2 separate regions of the Bombyx mori genome follow, and region 1 is linked to region 2. The links are chromatin contacts, called in public Hi-C maps. All regions are on one chromosome and are shown on one strand. Each heading gives the region's core, a stretch centred on a gene start, on an enhancer-like site or on the middle of the called end of the contact. The rest is flanking DNA. Distances are from core to core; before and after follow the strand shown.

Region 1 (2,700 bases), core at 163-2,662, 83 kb before region 2:
TATCAGTAAATAACCACCATCTTACTGAGACTTTATTTCATCCCATCTATTTAAAGCCACAAATTGATCAGTTTCAAATTGTAAATTAAAAATACATACTCCTTACGTATAAATTAGATTCAAACTAGGCTCGAAGGTCTTGTATCCGTTGGCCGTAAATAAATGTTCTATTATCAACATTTCTAATATAATATTACGTGTATACCATACCCATGGAGTTAATAAGTACCTACCTACAACCATACCTTTCTATTGAGTTTAGAAAATACCTATGACTCGAACTGACACAAAATATCTATGGCGATAATGGCCACAAGCTGTTCCAATACCTATTCTTCCAACCATTATTTTATACATTTTGTTTGAAAAAAAAAAAAAGAGTTTACAGTTAGTAATCTGCAACTGCAAAATGTGCTACTGGCCTTTTTTATTTCTCACTGTTATTTGAATTAAAATCAATTTATGGTTTAATCTCGTGTTATTTTTGTAACTTTAATATTCCCAACGTTTCGATTATTTTACACCTTTCGCGGTCAAGGCGATCCACCAATGGAAATAGAATGAATTTAAGCTAATATAGAAAACGAGACATGCAAACGCAAAACCAACTTGGTTTAATTAGCTACATTTCGTGAAAACCTAAGATATGAATATTATTGTTTAATAATTTGTCTGATTGGTAGCTCTGAAAAGAAAGAGAAGCTTGGTACTTTAACCTAGGCCCCAGTTAAGAAAGTGTTTTTAGCTTCTCAATCTTCTTTGCTGCACTAAAACGTCAAAGTCTGTTTCTAATACAGTGAACATGTAATCCCGTGATACGGTCACAATCTGTTCGTTGTTGTGTTATATTTATTAAATGGTTATGTTGTGTTGTGATATTAATATTATGAGCAAATGACTTTTTTTCGTAGTAAAACTCTTTCTGCCTTAGTAAGGTATTTGAGATCATGGTCTACCCATGGAACCCTTAGATTTTACAACGTGAACGACGCTACCTTACTTATAACAATCTTTAACCGTAGAGTATAGCAGTTGTCCTATCTTCCAACTTGGAACATAAGATTTTTTAGAGGCAAACATAGACCGAATAACCTAAATTGACTAGACTCTCTTTCATGCTCCTATTAAGTATCCTTCAAATCACCTTTCAAAATAAGCTACTAAATTAAATTTCCACAGTACCACGTTTAAAATAATATAACTTCTCCTCAATCGAATTATACAACGAAAAGGCAGGAGAAAAGGGCTTTGCAGGCAGTTCATTGATAAGTACAAAGTATTGAACGACAGCTGAGAACGTGGTGAAGTAAGAGTATTGAAATCAAAGTACAGAGTAGCCAAAAATAGGTTTGTTATAAAATGATATTTGGTATCGATACGTTTTGCCTATCCCTACTTTTCGGTTTGTAGTGTCGGCAGTGTTTGTGTGACGGATGCCAGTTTCTTTAGTCTGTGGACTTGGAATGTGGACGGAGTGTTGCAAATAACATGGCATAGCATAAAATAAATAATATTTGCATTTGCTGTGCGAAATACATTATTATCTAAATGTGTCGATACGTTTCGTTAAATATAAAAGGTGTCATGTGAAAAGACTGCGACTTTTAATTCTTTGCGCAGGGTAATAAATGGGGGTAGCTTTTGTGATTTTTAATGTATTGTGGTGAGTGGAGATGGATCGGCGTTGTTCCCAGTCCGTTCGGACGCTGGTTTTCGACGATTCGGACTCCGACGCGTCTAAAAGCGGGCAGAAGAAGGATTTGGCTTCAACAGGAGCTCCTTCGTCGTTGAATCAGAGCGCTGAAGGTGCGTGAAATGTCGATATTTTGTTATTGTGTAGGTACACTGTTTGTTTTCAAGGTTTGACCGCGGTCAATCGAATCTGCTTGAATGAATGTACGGCGCTAGTCGTTGCGCGTGAGTTATTAAACGAAATGTGGAGAAAAGCTATTCAAAATGAATTGAAAGAGCACCTCAGTTGATATAAACATGAATTTCATACTTCCTGAAATAGATTTAGATTTGTGTTTCGATGATAAAAATAAACAAAACCTTAACGATTACATATTGTTTGTTTCTCCAATGTATTTTTGTAATTACTCTCTGATATTTTTATCTGACAGGTAAAGAACAAACAAACAAACAAGTGTAATAATATAATTCAAGATTCATATTCAGTGGAACGGGACCAAGTTTCACTTCTTAGTTTTATTTTCATGAATCCATCAATTTCCCACCACTATCAGCTGTTTTCATCTAAAATATATCTATTGTTTCTTAAAGTACACATTAAGTAGGATTAAAAAACAAAGCTATTTCATAATTAGACCCACTTTTACAGTTTTTTATTTGGATTTCTCCTGTTCATTATTTTTGATGCTTAAAATACTTTGTACAGAGATGGGTGAACGAGCTCACAGCCCACCTGGTGTTAAGTAGTTACTGGAGCCCATAGACATCTGCAACGTAAATGCGCCACCCACCTTGAAATACAAGTTCTAAGGTCTCAAGTATAGTTATAACGGCTACCCCACCCTTCAAACCGAAACGCATTACGCTTCACGGCAGAAATAGGCAGGGTGGTGGTACCCACCCGCGCGAACTCACAAGAGGTCCTACCACCAGTAATTACGCAAATTATAATTTTGCGGGCTTCACTTTTATTACACGATGTTATTCCTTCACCGTGGAAGTCAATCG
Region 2 (2,722 bases), core at 152-2,651:
GGTTAACTGTACTTTTGAAACTTATAAAGACCGGAAAAGCACCGCAATTCGAATTATCACTGCCAATCTTTATAATCGAATTTATCGTAACAAAATGCCAATAATTGGGTAGTTTATCCTAGTCAAAACTTTATAAAATATATCATATCTTTGACAGCACAATGAATGCCAAATGTTTCAGATTAAGAGGACTCATTGATGAGCTCACGGAATTGGATAAGAAACCTGATCGGCCGCCTATAGAGAGATTCGTACAGAGACAGGTATACTCATACGTTTAGAAACTGCTGATACGATTAACGTATAGAATTATTGTAGAATTGGGATCGTGGCGAATGAAATAAAACTATTCCATTTCTTCTTTTTCTCCACCTTATCCCACTAGGTGGGGCCGGCACAGCTGATTTTTCTCTTCCATTCTCTTCTATCAGCCGTCATCTCAACACTCACCCCTCTCTTTCTCATATCGTCATTCACACACTCCATCCGTGTCTTCTTTAGTCGACCTCTTCTCCTCTACCTTGCACTACCATTTCCATGCATCTCCTAGTCACATGCATCTTCTCTCTACGCATCACATGTCCATACCATGCTAACTATTCCACTGTTGCACTTTTATTGCTCTCTACCAAAATGTTCTCTGTTATTATAATTTAAATTTAATGGACATCTTTTTTTAGAGGAAGTGGTAGTCCTAAGAAAAAATGGATGGATTGCGTGAAAGTCGATATGCGTAAGAGGGGAGTAAGCGAAGAAATGGTATATGATACAGGAGTATGGAAGTAGGAAGCATGTTGCGCCGACTCAAGGTGACTCGGTGAAAGGACAGCAGAATGATGATGAAGTGACATCTTTTGTACGCCTTGCTCATTGAATCGCCTTCGCCATCTTGCTTTCTTTCTGCCATTCTCTTTTCCCTTTCTTACCATGTTGTTGAATGAATGAAATGAATGAATGAATGTTGGAATTATTACCAAAAATGTCACCCTGTCTGATTAAAACCAGTAGTATAATTAAATTAATTAGTAAATTCAACCTCGATAATAAATGCCTTTTTTTAAAATGACTAAGTTAGACACTTGATCGGTGACGGGCGTCAACAACAAGATATCTTATTTAAATCACGACTTATGACGTCATCGCCGTTAAAGTGCGCGCGTGCGAGAGAGACAGATATATTATAGGGAGATATATTCCCGCTCCACCCACTATAGTTCTTAAGTCCTTTTATCGTCTACCGTGAAATTGGAATATATGATGAAAACATTTGACAAGCGGTTAATTGTAACTAATTACGCAGTTATTCGGTACATAGGTTCTGGAGATGGCTCGCGACTGCCTCCACAAGTCTGAATCAAAGCAGGTGACCAGCACCTACTTCTACGACATGGCGGACAGTCTGGACCGGCTACTTGCAGAGGTGAGTTCTTCCACGCGACCCTCAGTCCAGTATCCAGGGGTATACACAGCCCACTGAGTTTCTCGACGGATCCTCTCAGTGGGTCGCGTTTCCGATCCGATGGTAGATTCTGCGAAGCACTGCTCTTGCTAGGGTTCGTGTTACCAACGTCATCAGGTTTGAGCCCCGTGAGATCACCTACTAGTTGAGGCTACGCTGATATAGCCTCTCAAGGCTATCAGCTTAGCTCCTTCATTGACCATAGCTTGAGGACATTACTCAGCTCTGGAGGCAGGATCTTGCCAAGATATTATAGTCTCAAGTATAGTTACAACGGCTGCCCCGCCCTTCAAACCCCAACCGCATTACTGCTTCACGGCAGATATAGGCAGGGTGGTGGTACCTACCCGCGCGGACTCACAAGACGTCCTACCACGAGTAAAACCCTTCTGCAGCATGATAGTATCCGGTTACATTTCGCAGACGAGAGAGAAGTCAGCCGAAGCGGGTGGTCAGGTGGCGCCGCTGGTCAACCGGCTGATCCTGGCGATGGCCCGGCCGGCGCGCCTGCTCGAATGTCTGGAGTTCGATCCCGAGCGGTTCTACAGGCTGCTGGAGGCCGCGGAGGGACACGCCCGACATTTGCAGGTAACACGAAAGAAATTTATAAAGGCGCAACCGAAAATACCTTGTTTTAAAAACTTTTGGACGAATGGACCGGTGTGCATAGTGCGAGTTTTTAATACGCTTTTATTAGTTTCAGACGTATGTGACGGAATCTTTGAACATGATTTTGACTCCCTCCAAAACGTCGGATTAACTCGAAATTTGGTATACTTATAAAGGACCGATGACAATTCAATATTTAAAAAAAAAATAACAATTTCGAAAAAAATTTAAATTCAACTAAAAAATTTAAACAAAATAATAGTTTAAAAAAACTAACAAAATACGCTTTTATAGAAAATACTACTAAAAATAAAAGCGTGGGTCGCATGCTATTAGTAGTTATAAATATTTTATGAACAGATATGAGCAGAAGTGTTATTTTGATATTATCCTGAAAAGCACCCCACGCTCTTTTTTACAATAAAATCATTTTTTCTTACACTATTTTTAATTCAAATTTATTAAAATTTATTTTCCATTTTTTAGTTGGATTTTCTATAAAATCGTATTTTGTTAGCTTTTTTAAACTATAATTTATTATTTAATTTAACGTTCTCGATAACGTTAACTGTTATTAGTTATTAAATAGTTATTAAAGTTTACTGAAATTTGTATTGTTGGAACGTTTGCCGCTAGAGGCTCTGTTCCTACTCC

What was found. A called contact is a pair of places that touch in the nucleus more often than the background predicts.
Region 1: a contact with region 2 is called in a Hi-C map of midgut, with 2.9 times the contacts expected there. The contact joins the promoter of LOC101740445 here to the enhancer-like site in region 2. A contact is called at or near these places in 2 of 7 Hi-C or Micro-C datasets (midgut and whole pupa).

What each region holds. Positions count from the first base shown.
Region 1 is chr27:1,876,229-1,878,928 of ASM3026992v2, reverse strand. LOC101740445 (microtubule-associated serine/threonine-protein kinase 2) reads left to right here and starts at 1,412. Exons shown (of 38, transcript XM_021346221.3): 1 at 1,412-1,806. The coding sequence starts at 1,674.
Region 2 is chr27:1,793,055-1,795,776 of ASM3026992v2, reverse strand. It overlaps LOC101740445 (microtubule-associated serine/threonine-protein kinase 2), which reads left to right. Exons shown (of 38, transcript XM_021346221.3): 9 at 182-263; 10 at 1,316-1,420; 11 at 1,883-2,047. Among protein-coding and RNA genes, the nearest start is that of LOC101740445, 83 kb to the left of the region's middle. Within about 2 kb of position 1,401, at least 3 of the 8 cell types and tissues checked have open chromatin away from gene starts, as enhancers often do.